3 separate regions of the Sus scrofa genome follow, and regions 1 and 2 are each linked to region 3. A link is a contact called in public HiChIP or PLAC-seq and promoter capture Hi-C data. All regions are on one chromosome and are shown on one strand. Each heading gives the region's core, a stretch centred on a gene start, on an enhancer-like site or on the middle of the called end of the contact. The rest is flanking DNA. Distances are from core to core; before and after follow the strand shown.

Region 1 (4,349 bases), core at 1,396-3,895, 95 kb after region 3:
GCCACTGGGAGCCCAGGCTGTGGGCTCCCCAGCACCCCTCATCCAAACACCTCTCTAGGGTTGTCCCACTTCCACCCCCGGCTGCCCCAGCCATCTTTGGAGCAGCCACCAAGTGCAGAGCTGCAGAGCAAGCAGTGCAACGGCCCTCGGTGTCCCTTGCGCCGGCTCTCAACTTCAGGCTCTGGGCTCCCAGAAAGCTGCCTGAGCCAATGCCACACTGAGTCTCCTTGGCCCCCAGTAGTGACAACTGGGGAATAGACATCCTAAGAAGGGACAGGGCTTCACTTGCAGGGAGATCAGGTGGCCCAGCTGGGCCTGGGTACTCTCAGCGGGGAGGATGAGGTGTGGGCAGGGCAAGGCTGGAAGCACACTCAGGCCTTCTCTCTTCACTCCAACAGCCCTCTGAGGCAGCTGCTAGGTCCCGTCCCCATCCCCATTCAACCACACCCAGGAAAGAGAGGCAGGTACCATCAACAGGAACAACAGGTCTAAACAAGGCCACCCAAGGCGGTGGGCAGACCCATGACTGCCACCTGGTCAGCCCACCTGACGGAACCTGTGCTTACTGGGGCCTGGCCTCTGAGAAAGCCCTGGGCCTGCCAACATGCCCTGCCTGCGGACACTCCATATCTACCATGTGCACAGCACCCTCATTTCCTGGGAGAGATCTAGTCTGGGCCTGTGCCCCCACTGCAGAGGTATCCACTCAGCTGGCCCGTCTGGTTCCTGCCCCCACATGCCCGCTCCAGGCCGGCATCCCAGGCTCCTCAGCACACACACACTCCCATGGAGCACAGGGATTGCCTCATCTACCCATCTAATAGGCAAGGAGACTGAGGCTCAGGGTCGTGAGTTGCTGGGAAAAGGACCCATACGCAGCCAGGGTGCCTGATGGGTGTGCTGCGACAGCAACTACCCCTTCCTTTCAGTCACAAGTAGGAAATCAGCCCAGACAGCAGATATTGAGCCAGCCTTGGGGCTAGCTTCCCAAGAAAAGAGGTCCCCGTGCAGGGGTGCCAGTGCTGGCTGGGACCTTCCACTGTCTCCAGGTGAAGAGCCAACCTTTCCATCCCCGAAAACACCAGGTGTGCCCCTTACTGAAGTCACCTGCCTACCAGGCCTTGTCAAGTCCCACCCCAAACACACAAGCAGGTCTCCTCCCCGCCATTATGTGCTCTTCCAGAATTTACCAACATTCCAGACTAAATATTTGCCAGTCACTCTTTAATACTGACTTCCTATAAACTCTGAGAGCAAAGGCCAAAGCTAGCTTGTCACCACTAGATCCTGTGGCCAGGAAGATCTGAACCAACCCAGCGACAGCCAAAAGGTCAGGGTCCTTCAGGTCCACCAAGTGGCCATTCCAGTGCAAGACCCAAGCCCTGTGCTGGCCCTGAGAAGGGAGGCCAGAACAACTAGCCACTTAGACTGCTCAGCCCCAGTTTCCTAATGCTCTGGAGTGATCCTGAGACCCAGGGCTTGTCCTGGGGCTCACACCAGCTGCAAGGAGCTGCATGCAACTAATCCAGGCTAGTGGGCTGTACCAGGACCTGCCCCTTCCTACTGCAGTTGAGCAAGACCAGTCCCAGAGCTGGGGTGCACAGGAAGCCGGAAGAGGCAGAAGCAGGACTTCCGGGAGGCTGGAGTCAGGGAAGAGGGCAAGTCCCCCAGCTCCCCAAGTCGCTCACGCACCCGGGATTTCAATTTATTTTCCCCCGCCCAAACCCCTTGCCTCTGGAAGCCAAACCATCCCTACCCTTTCTCTCCGCCTGGGCCTAGGCACCCCTCTCCACTCCAAACCCTGACTCCAGCTCACTTTCCTTCTCTGTGTTTGGGATACTGCCCACCGACTCCTCCCGGCTTCCCCCGGCGACTCCACCGCTGGGAAGGCAGGTATAAGTCTGGCCCTGGAATTAGCCAGGTGACCACGGAGAGTAGGTGCTCAATAGGGCCTCGCCACCTGCAGTTCCTCCTCTCGGTCACCCACACCTCCCTCTCCCTGCTCCCTGGGAGCTGGCCCAGTAGCAAATGTCAGGAACAGAGCCGGCATGAAGCGCGGTACCTTCGGTTTTCTAGTCGTGAAAGTGAGGGAGGGTCGGCCGGGAGGGAACACTGCTCCCATCCCGGAACTTCCGGGCTGAGGGGCCCGGAAACGGAGCCTTTCACAAGCAGCCCTCCAGCGGCCTCCACCTGGACGAGGGCGGAAGACCCATCGGACGAGACTCCCAGCCCCCGGGAAACGTAAGAACACAGGCTCCGGCCGCCGTCAGGCCCCGGAGAGCGCTGACTCCCTCCCACGAGGCGCCCGCGGCGCCGACCCCACTCGGGATGGGCTCCCGCTCCCTTGGCCGCCGACCCCGCTGCGCCACCAGGGCAGGCCGCTTCCGGGCCCTCAGTTTCCCCGTCCCGGCCAGCTCGCCTCAGTCCGAGGCAGAGGCCCCCACCCGCAAGGCCTGGGCCTCACCGGCAAGCGCGGCACGATCTCGACCGAGCAGCAGTGGCAGAAGTACCGTCCGGGTTGCGGCGACGCCTCGGCCATGGCCACCTCCGCCTCCTCCGCGCCGCCCGCCCCCCGCGCGGCGCCCGCCGCCGGCCGTTTGCTGCTCCCTCGCCGGCCGACGCGCCCGCGCACGCTCACGCATGGCACGCACGGCACGCACGGCGTGAGGCTAGGAGGGGGTGGCAGAAGAGGTGCAGGCAGCTGCCTGCGCGACGGTGGCCGCCGAGGGGCAAACTAGGAGCGGGCTCCAGGCCAGGGTGGGGCCAGGCTGCGGGAGGAGGCCGAGGGGTGGAGTCTGCATGGGGAAGAGCCGAGTCGCCTAGGCAACCTGGAACGGGGTGCTGGGGGCGGGTCGGGTCCGGGGGGCGGGGCTACAGGGAGTGCGGGGGCGGGGCCTGAGCTGGGCAGGCCTGAGCAACTCATCTACAAACCTGCAAAGCCCCAACTTCCTTTATTACTTGCTTCACCATTCTCTCACCTCTCTGTCCTCACTGCTCCTGGGACGCTCCAGCGCGTTCTTACCTCCAGGCCTGTGCACTGGCTGTGCCCATGCTTGGTGCACCGTTCCCCAGACATTTCAAGTCTTTGCTTATATGTCTCACCTGTTGAGGCGCCCTCTGCAATGGCACTTGTTTCCACCTGATAAACTGTAGGGACATGTCCACAACAGAAGCGATTTTGTATCTTCTTCCGAGCTAAACTCATGCACACATGCATTCCATGAACACTTGTTGAATGAATGGAGACAGGAGGCCCAATCCTGGATCAAGGAGGCCTGGCCTCCCGTGCCTCAGGGTGATGCCTGGGATAAGAAAATTTGAGGTGGAGTTCCCGTTGTGGCGCAGTGGTTAACGAATCCGACTAGGAACCATGAGGTTGCGGGTTCGGTCCCTGCCCTTGCTCAGTGGGTTAACGATCCGGCGTTGCCGTGAGCTGTGGTGTAGGTTGCAGACGCGGCTCGGATCCTGCGTTGCTGTGGCTCTGGCATAGGCCGGCGGCTACAGCTCCGATAAAACCCCTAGCCTGGGAACCTCCATATGCCGCGGGAGCGGCCCAAGAAATAGCAACAACAACAAAAAAGACAAAAAAAAAAAAAGAAAGAAAGAAAATTTGAGGCCTTCCAGGTGTGGCCTTGTTCCCATGATGCACCTTGGGGTGAGCAGAGGACAGAAAACCTAACCCCAACCCCCAAATTAATCAGCAGGCCAAGATCATTGCTGAGGTTAGTTCCAGACCAATCATTTATTTTACTTTATTTTATTTTTGTCATTTTAGGACAGCACCTGTGACATACGGAAGATCCCAGGCCAGGGATCAAATCAGAGCTGTAGCTGCCAGCCTCATGGCAACAATGGATCCTTAACCCACTGGGTGAGGCCAGGGATAGCACCTGTGTCTTCATGGATCCTAGTTGGGTTTGTTACTGCTTGGCCACAACGGGAACGCCCTTACATTTATTTCTTTATCCACTCAACAAATATTCATTGAGCTCCTGTTGTATGCCAGACCCTTTGCTAGGTGACACATCAGGGGAAATGACAGGCTCAACAGGCAATGAAAATGGTTTTCTGAAATACTCTATGGCTGGAGGAGACAGAACTGGTTACAGACACCCCAGCTCTATGAAGTTGAGCCAGAGGATGAGTCCCTAAGGTGGTTTTGGTTCTGCCTCCGGAGACAGACAGGACTTCCTAAGAGAAGGGACACTGGAGCCAGAGCTTTGGGGAATGAATAGGAGTTCGTTGGAATTGGGCTTCTTGCTGAAGGGAGCACTGGAGCCAGAGTGTCAAGAAATTAAAAATTGGAGCCCGTGCATAAAATATCTTGAATATCAAGAAGCTAGGAACAA
Region 2 (4,885 bases), core at 1,360-3,859, 74 kb after region 3:
GACCAAGCAGATCTGCCTTGGGCCTCTCTCACTGGAACATGAGCCCTGGGAGAGAGCTGGCCCGGGGCAGAAACAGTCACAAGGCAGGTGTGGACCTAGGCCTCAGAGTGGCTCAAAACTCAGAAGACATTTTCAGAACACACAGGCAACTGGGGGCTACAAAGTGCCAGGAGGGACACAAGGCAGAAGCAGGGACATGGGCACAACCCCCTCACCCCAGGCAGCCACGTCTGATCTCCCTGAGGGGGTGACCAGGGACAAGTGGGTGCAAAGCTCCTGATGACAGAGGTCTCGGCGCTCTGTGGCCCTCAGCGGGGGGATAAAATTTATTCTATGAGAGAGGAACCAGTTGGAGGGGTCTAGGCTGGATTGTGCCAGAAAGTGATTCAGATTTCCAGAATCTGGGCTTTACTTTAAAATGAGATGGGTTGGAGTTCCCGTCATGGCTCAGTGGTTAATGAATCTGACGAGGAACCATGAGGTTGCGGGTTCGATCCCTGGCCTTGCTCAGTGGGTTAAGGATCCGGCGTTGCCGTGAGCTGTGGTGTAGGTTGCAGATGCCACTCGGATCCTGTGTTGCTGCATTGATGTGGCCCTAACCCTAACCCCAGTGGCCACAGCTCCAATTAGACCCCTAGCCTGGGAACCTCCATATGCCATGGGTGCGGCCCTAGAAAAGGCAAAAAGACCAAAAAAAAATAATAATAATTAAAAAATAAAATGAGATGGGTGGATTTCCTGCTGTGGAGCAGTGGGTTAGGAATCTGAATGCAGGGGCTGGGAGTCAAAGGATCCAGAACTGCCACAGCTACAGCATAGGTCACAGCTGTGGCTCAGAATCAACTACTAGCCCAGGAACTTCCACATGCAACAGATGTAGCCATTAAAAAAAAAAAAAAAAAAAAAAAAAGAGATGGATGAGAAATCAAAAGAAGTTTCCTGTCTCTACCTCTGCACACCTGGGATTTTCTATTAGGTTTTTCTTTTCCAAGGCTCCCCAACCCCCTCCTGGCTGCTGAACACACACTGAACGTGGGGCAGGAGGGGAAGCAGGAGGCACTGGCCAACTGGGAGGGAGATAACAGATGGTGAGAAAGGACAGATGCTCCCTGCTTGCTTGGGAGGCCGCCAGAACTAGGCTGTCCATCCAGGATTACAAAGACAGCGACCCAAGCCCATGTACCTCTGTGTGGCCTTAGGCCAGTCTCTTCAGCCACAATTTGGGGCCTCCACTGTCTCATTCGGAAAATGGGAGTCCCTGGTGGGTCTGGGGACAAGGGCACTACAAGAACTCAATGCGCACAGTTCTTGTTTCACATCATCACTGCAGTGGGCAATTGGACCACCAGAGTGGGACAGTACGACTCCCTCCACCTTACAGACTTACATGCCTTCTCCTTGGGCTCATCGTGAAGAACCAGGGAGGTGGCTCCGGGCAGAGTGGCCAGCAGGCAGGGGGCGGGGGGGTGGGAACAGTGACCTCAGGGACCAGGCTCACCTTCCAGCAGCTCAACATGGCCCCAGTCCTTCCTGCGGTCCTGCTCACAAGGGCTGGCAGACAAACTTCTTCTCCGGCCCCCAATGACACCAAGGGTTCCTGCAGGAGAGACCAGGGAGGCGCCCAGTCGGTGAGGGAAGGAGGGCCCTTGAAGGGACAGAAATGTCAGGATCCGGGGGCAAAGGAACCCTAAAGTGGCAGGCGCCCAGTCGGTAAGGGAAGGAGGGCCCTTGAAGGGACAGAAATGTCAGGATCTGGGGGCAAAGGAACCCTAAAGTCAGTGGCTACCGGTCTCACATTGGAAAGAAACCCACAGGCCAGGGAGTTCCCCTTGTGGCTCAGTGAAAATGAACACGACTAGTATCCAAAAAGACGCAGGTTCCATCCCCGGCCTCACTCAGCGGGTTAATGATCCAGCGTTGCCGTGAGCCGCAGTGTAGGCCGGCAGCTGTAGTTCCGACTTGACCCCTAGCTTGGAAGTTTCCGTATGCCGTATCTGAGGCCCTAAAAAGCCAAAAAATAAAATGAAAGAAACCCACAAGCCAAAGGTGAAGGGGGCATCACAGCTAAGAAAAAAAAGGAAACTGGGGCGTGGGATCGAGGACGAAGGTTTCCTCCAACTGAAAGTAAAGAGTTCAAAGATCAAAATCCCTAAACCGTAAAGAGTGGACTGAGGGCTCCAAAAGAAATCAAGTGTCAGAGGTCAAAGTACCCTGCCGACCCCCGTCCGCAGACGGTTCGGAGACTGGGCCGAGGACGAGTGAAAGTGGGGTCGAGTCACTGGGTTCCCGGAAACCCCCCAAGGGCAAAAGGCAAAAGTCGGGAAGTAGCTGGACTCCCGGGCCGAAAAGCCTGAGGTCTCGGCCGCGGGTGAGGAGGCGGGGCAGGGTCGCGGTGTGGCCCCCAGGTCTCCGCCGCATTACCTTCCTCCGTCAGGAGGCCATGGCGGCCCGCGGGCCACAGGGCCCTCCGGAGCCCCGCCACGCCGCGGCCCCAGCGGAGGGCAGACATGCCACCCGCACGCGGCACTGCCGCCCCACCGCACTGCGCCTGCACCTTCCGCGCCTGCCGGGAGTTATAGTTGCACGGCCTACGGCGGCCGCGAAGGAACCGTGTGCCCAGAAAGGGCCTCCCGAACCACAACTCCCAGGGGGCAGCGGGGCAAGGCCCCACAACCCCACCCCGAGGCACAGGGGCATGCGCGCCGATGGAGCCCTCTGATTGGCTATTCGCTGGCGAGGCGGGGCAGGAGAGAGTTGTTGTTTGAGCAGCACGGGATGAATACAAGCCATGTTTGGGAGGACCCGGAACGTGGGTTTTGTTGTTTAAGAAATAGTCGCCGGGTAATTATGACTGCGTTCTGCAATTTAGAGATTCCTGTCAACGATCTTAATTGGTCCAACGATAGCTTTGGGGAGGGAACTATTACCGTCTACAGTTTACTGAAGAGGAAGCTGAGGTTTAGAGAGGTCAATCAAAATGCCCAAAGTCACACAGCACAATATTAGAGGCACTAGAATGAAGGCCCAGATCTGTTTGAGTCCAAGCCCTAAAGCCAAGGGTCAGCCGGGTCATGTTGTTCCCTGGACATTTCTGTCATCCACTCTTTCTGGTCTCAGTTTACCCACTACTAGTTCCCAAGTTCCTGAGGCCAGGGGCAAAGTGGACGGGAGGAGCGCACTAACCTCCAACTTAGTTGATTTGATGACAAGTGGAATGAAATAATCCCTGGATCCTGTACCTTCCCAACCCTGGTCTCCATGGAGATCTCACTCAGGAGTAAGGAGGGCCAGAGCTTTAGAATCAGTCCTGGGGAGTTCCCGTCGTGGCGCAGTGGTTAACGAATCCGACTAGGAACCATGAGGTTGCGGGTTCGGTCCCTGCCCTTGCTCAGTGGGTTAACGATCCGGCGTTGCTGTGAGCTGTGGTGTAGGTTGCAGACGCGGCTCGGATCCCGCGTTGCTGTGGCTCTGGCGTAGGCTGGTGGCTACAGCTCTGATTGGACCCCTAGCCTGAGAACCTCCATATGCCGCGGGAGCGGCCCAAGAAATAGCAACAAAAAAAAAAAAAAAAAAAAAAGAATCAGTCCTGGAAGGCATGCCCATCTCACCGCTGAGTTCAGGAAACTGAGATCAGGGGAGGGAAGCATGTGAACTGGGATCAGTTGGCACGTGGAGGATGACAATATGCAGTATAACTGTGTTCCAGGAAGCAGTCATGGCAAGTGCAAAGGCCCTGAGGCAGGAACACATGTGGATAGCTAGAATTTGAGCAGCATTTTAGGGTGAGGAAGCAATGACAAACCTGGGGGTATGCTCAGGGCCCAGACTACAGTGAGCCTCAGGAACCTCGGCTCAGGTTCACGCATGTCCTCAGACACTTGGACTTCAGTCTCCCCACTACCCAGACTAGAGACTGGACCTGTGCTCTAGAAGTGCCAGACTCCCAGATCTGGAAGCCTCTTGACAGCACATTCAAGATGCAGCTGCCCACGCGAGTCTGTGCACTGTGATGCCATCGGCTGGGAATGTTTTTAGCAGACGCAGCGTCCTCCCCAACCTGCCCCAACCCACCCCAAGATGCCCTGGGGGGCAGTGACCTCAGCCCTTGCTCACACCTAGGGTTGCCTTCCTGGCCCAAGGGTGGGGGGACTGAATCAGCTGGGCCCGGCCCCCCAAGTCCTAGAGACAGCCCCTTGCACCCCTGAAGCCTGGCAGAGCCAGGAGCATGGGCTGGAAACCAAGACTTCTCTCTCTCTTTTTTTTTTTTTTTTTTTTTTTTTGTCTTTTTAGGGCCGCACCCACGGCATATGGAGGTTCCCAGGCTAGGGGTCCAATTGGAGCTGTAGCTGCCAGCCTACACCAGAGCCACAGCAACGCCAGATCTGAGCCGCATCTGTGACCTACACCACAGCTCAGGGCAACACTGGATCCTTAAGCCACTGAGCAAGGCCAGGGATTGAACCTGCAACCTCATGGTTCCTAGTCAGATTCGTTTCCGCTGCACCACGAGGGGGAATCCTGGAGGCCAAGACTTCTGACTCCTTTGCCTCCATTCCCTTTACTATCTTCTGGAATGTCAGTTGCCCTATCCCATATTTCCCAAAGAGTCAGAGCCTGGATCTTAGTGGTGAAGAGGCTATTTATTCGTTTGGGGTTTTTTTTTGCTTTTGTTTTTTTTTTTGGCATATGGAAGTTCCCAGGCTAGGGGTCAAATCAGAGAGCTGCAGCTGCTGGCCCACACCACAGTCACAGCAACTCTAGATCTTCATCTTCGACCTACACACAACTTCACAGCAACACCGGATCCTTAACTCACTGAGTGAGGCCAGCAATAGAACCTGCATCCTCATGGATACTAGTCAGGTTCCTTTCTGCTGAGCCACAA
Region 3 (4,345 bases), core at 676-3,175:
CCGTGGATGGAACGCTCAACTCAAATTGGCTTAATAAAAGAGTTCCCATCGTGGCTCAGCGGAAACAAATCTGACTAGCATCCACGAGGACACAGGTTCAATTCCTGGCCTCGCTCAATGGGTTAAGGATCTGGCATTGCTATGAGCTGTGATGCAGGTTGCAGACTTGACTCAGATCCCACGTTGCTGGCTTAGTAAGAAGCGGAAGGAAAAAAAAAGAAATTTATTGACTTGCACCATTGCAAGGGGAGGTCAGGCATGGCTGGATCCAGGAGCACAGTCACTGGCACTTTCTCATCAGTTGGCTTAGCTTTCCTGAGTGCCAGCTTTGTTCAAAGATTTCATGTTGATGAGATGGTCCTATGCACAAGGCCCAGGGCTCCCAGCTCAGCCATCTCAGCGTTGTGTCCCAGAAAATATCCCAGGCTGCATCTCCTTAGACAGTCAAGTCACATGCTGAACTAACCACTTCAGCCAGGGCTTAGGGATCAGTCCAATTCGAACCTTGCAGAGTAAGAGTGGGGGCCCCCTCAGGAAATGGAGGTGCCATGGCCAGAAAATGGGCAGGCAGAAACCTGGGATGTCCACAACCTCAGGACGTTGCAGAGCCTGAGATGCAGGCTGTCTTGGGAGACAAAGCCTCAGTGGGACCGAATGCAGAGTATGTAAACCTGGTACCTCCCTTTACCTATTCCCCACCCACCCAATAATTCCTGCCATATACATGGGGATACATCTTGGGAAACTTCTCTGGAAGAATCATAATTAATTCTAATTACTATTTATCAGCAAGCTGCCACTGACCAACACTATGACATTGGTGTCACTGGCAGAGAACAAGGGACAGAGAATACTTGGAACTCTGGACAAAGTGTGTGTGGCCCATCCTATAGGGGAGGCCCCTCCAGGTCCCCTGGTGTGCAGGGCAAGCCCCTGTATTGATGAGAGCCACTGAAGCTACTGCTCTGCCCATGGCTCTTCCTCAGGCTCCTTTGCTCATTCCCAGAGATGACATTTTTTTTTTCTCCAGATTTACCTGCCTGTCCTCAGCTGGGGCCAGCCCAGGGCCAGGTGACAGGCAGGCGGGGGAGGGAATCAGCTCTGCCCAGCCTCAAGTGTTGGTGCAGCTGCTGGCTGCCCGGGTCACCTGCCAGCAAGGCCATCACAGGCCACGGGGGCCATGCCCACCCTCGTGGGGAGCTGTCACCTGCGGACCTGCAAGGCTAAAGACCAGGTCCGAGCGCGCGCACATACACACCTCTCCGACCCAGAGCTGTGTGGGTGTCTGGGCCAGAGTGCTGTCAGGTCAGCCAGGCGGGGTCGGAAGGTGGAGGGAAGCCCAGACCCCCCCACCCCCCGGCTAGCTGGAGTCAAAGGTCAGCCTGATATGGACACAGCTGGGGTCAAGTTTTTATCTGGGGTTTGGCCAGAACAGGTCCCGAGACTGTGGGGCAGAGCACACCCTAAGTGGGAAGACGGCCGGAAGTGGAGGGACCCTCTTGGCTGGCCCGAGGCAGCCTGGGCCCGGGTCATGAGTATGGAAACTGAGGCTCGAGCCGGCCCCGCCCCGGCCCCGCCCCGCGCCGGGACGTCACAAAAAGGCCCAAAAGGGCCGCGAGCCGGGCGGGGCAGCGCAGCGCAGCCCTGCCCGCGGCCCCGCGCACAGGCATCAGGGGAGCTCGTAGAGCCGGGGCGGCGGAGGCCTCCCAGGGCCTCGGAAGCGCCAAGGCGCCTGCGCGCGCGGCCCCCGGCTCCCGGCGGCGCGCTCGGCGGCCGGGGGAGGGATCGCTTCCCATCGTGCCCCGCGGGCGGGCGCGCAGGCGCGGTCGGGGCAGGCTGCGCGCAGGCGCGGGCGGCGGCGGGGGCGGGGCGCGGCGGCCGAGGCGAGGGCCGGGCGGCGGCGCAGAGCGAGTGGAGCCCCCGGGTGCCCCGGGCGGCGGCGGCGGCGGCGGCGGCGGCGGCGCAGAGGAGGAAGGCGGCCCCGGCCCCGGCCCGTCCCGCGGTCCCGCGGCCCCGCGGCCCCGCGCGCCCCCTGCCCCGGCCCCGGACCCGGGCCCGTCCGCCGCCGCCATGGCCCGGCCGCTGGTGCCCAGCTCGCAGAAGGCGCTGCTGCTGGAGCTCAAGGGGCTGCAGGAGGAGCCGGTGGAGGGCTTCCGGGTGACCCTGGTGGACGAGGGCGATCTGTACAACTGGGAGGTGGCCATCTTCGGGCCCCCCAACACCTACTACGAGGGCGGCTACTTCAAGGTGAGCAGCGAAGAGGGGGGCGGGCGAGCGACCCTGCTCCGGGTCCTCGGGGCCCCTCCTCCACCTCTGCTCCCTGCCCGCTCCCCTCGCGGGGCCCCCTCCCTCTGCTCCACTGCCTGGCCGCCTCCGGAGAGTTCGGGGCTCTCAGTCACCCCTTCTTCCCCGTCTGGCCTCAGGAGTCCCCGAGAAGCGCCCATCCCCTCTAAGCCCGCTTCAGGCCCCCGAGAGGAAACCTAGGACCCTCCGTGTTTCTCTGGGTGCAGGGTTCTTGCTTCCCCCAGCCCTTAGTGTTCCCCGCCTCCCGGCCCTGCTCGCTGCTCAGAGGAGACAAAAAAGCCTCCCCACAACCAGCCAATACTGTTGCGGGGAGCGCCGGCTTAGGAAGGGAGGGAGTGGGGGAGGGAGGCCCGCTGGCCTGGGGACTGGCTCGGCCTCCTGCTCGGGTTCCAACAGAGGCCAGGATGGGGCCTTGGCAGCAGGGACCTGCTTGGAAAGCGTCCACCCTTGCCGATAGCAGCCGGCCAGGCCCTCTTGACTTCATCCTGAGCTTTATGTAACCTGCTCTCTCTGACGGTCACTCCCACCCTCCTCCCTGTCCCTGGAAACCACGGAGCAGAACCCACCCCAGGTTCCACCTCAGAAGGTTGGGGTCCTGGCCTTTTTCAGGTTCCAATGAGTCGTTGGCTTCTTGGGCCCGAATCTCAAGCTCTCGTGGTTTCTGGGCCCTCGGTGGTGGCCCGAATCTCAAGCTCTCGTGGTTTCTGGGCCCTCGGTGGTGGCTTAAATCCAAGCAGTTCTCTCTTGTTGTCAGAGCTGGGAGGCAAGTGTTTTCCTGGGGACTTGTGTGTCATGGACTCCAGCCAAAACCTGGGGAGGATCTGAGTCTAGCCGTGGTCTTGAGGGACCCCTCCCAGATCAAAAGGACTTTGCTCCTTGAGCCAGAGGGACAAGGCAGGGGGTCTCCTTGGGTGAGAGATGGGGCCTGAACCATCAGCTGGGAACGAACACACACACACACACCCTGCCAAGAGCCCTGCAGGCCTGGCTGGGAGGCCTGGGTTGGGGGGTGGGGAGGCTGATGCCGCCTGGACAGATTCTGTGTTTGCACTTTTGGCTAGTTCAGCAACCTCAACAGAACAGCCTGAGCTACTGGCATTGCTGAGGTGGGATGGGGGGATGAGTGTGGACAGCTCTGGGCTGAGTTCTATGGTTGGAATCCATCTTCCCCATGCAGGGCACGGATTTAGGGTTGCTCACTAAGTGATCTAACCAGCCTCCCTCCCTGGTCTCTTTTGTGTGCTTCTGGGTACAACTGGCTGTGAGGATAAGGGCCGGTGCTCAGAGCTGGGAGAGCAGAGTCCTACTCTTCAGCCAGGCCAGGACTCTGGAAGGAAAGGAAAGGATGGGGAGGGGGGAATAGGGGGGTGGTTCTGGCTATTACTCTCTGTTTACAGGGGATTGTGGGTAGGGCCTTCTAGGCTGGCTTTGGGGGGAATAATCCTGTTTTTCTGAAGAAGGAAGGACTGGGTTCAGGGTGCTGCACATTTCTCATCTGCCTGCTATAGCATCTGTCCTCAGGCCAGCTTGGGACCCACGGTGGTCTCTGATCCTCGTGTCCCAAAAGATGCAGAAATAGCAGGGGCTGGAAGTGCCAGGGGGTCCACCATCGCTTCCCAGCCTCCTCCTCTGAGTTTTCCAGGCCTCACCCACTTCCCCATATGAGCCAGAGGGTCCTGGGCAGCAGGTGATGAAGGCATGCCCTGGAAACCCAAGTTTGGGAGCCCCTCCAGAGTTCTGTGCCCTCAGGCAAAGTGCTCTCCTTTTCTGAGCTGCAGTTTGCACAGCAATAAAGGCACCCTGGGACTTGGTGGGTGCTAGGTGCTTAGTCAGGGGAGGCCTGTCACCCTGCCTTGCTAAGGAAGCTTCAGTTGGTCTTGGGCTGTCACTTAGAAACCCAGCACTGGGCTTCGGAGACCCCAGGGCAGAGTCTGAGGCTTGAGTTCCAGGCTGGCAGAGGGACTTCCCTTGTGTCTCCAGCATAGGAGAGCAGTTCTCCACAGATGGGTTGAAGGACCTACAGCAGTGTATCCAGTGTGGC

The links. Promoter capture Hi-C pulls out the DNA fragments that hold promoters and counts their contacts. HiChIP or PLAC-seq counts read pairs in DNA pulled down with a chosen protein or histone mark.
Region 1: a contact with region 3 is called in a promoter capture Hi-C map of liver, with 2.5 times the contacts expected there. The contact joins the promoter of RNF126 here to the promoter of CDC34 in region 3. A contact is called at or near these places in 2 of 5 promoter capture datasets (fetal liver and liver), 2 of 47 Hi-C or Micro-C datasets (embryonic fibroblasts and liver) and 2 of 2 datasets of contacts at active chromatin or transcription factors (alveolar macrophages and skeletal muscle).
Region 2: a contact with region 3 is called in an H3K27ac HiChIP or PLAC-seq map of alveolar macrophages. The contact joins the promoter of POLRMT here to the promoter of CDC34 in region 3. A contact is called at or near these places in 3 of 47 Hi-C or Micro-C datasets (embryonic fibroblasts, epiblast stem cells and skeletal muscle) and 1 of 2 datasets of contacts at active chromatin or transcription factors (alveolar macrophages).

Annotation. Positions count from the first base shown.
Region 1 is chr2:77,671,598-77,675,946 of Sscrofa11.1, reverse strand. RNF126 (E3 ubiquitin-protein ligase RNF126) reads right to left here and starts at 2,645. Exons shown (of 9, transcript XM_021084297.1): 1 at 2,465-2,645. The coding sequence starts at 2,539.
Region 2 is chr2:77,691,995-77,696,879 of Sscrofa11.1, reverse strand. POLRMT (DNA-directed RNA polymerase, mitochondrial) reads right to left here and starts at 2,609. Exons shown (of 21, transcript XM_021084303.1): 1 at 2,422-2,609; 2 at 1,499-1,597. The coding sequence starts at 2,509.
Region 3 is chr2:77,765,912-77,770,256 of Sscrofa11.1, reverse strand. It overlaps CDC34 (ubiquitin-conjugating enzyme E2 R1), which reads left to right and starts at 1,925. Exons shown (of 5, transcript XM_021084306.1): 1 at 1,925-2,247. The coding sequence starts at 2,071.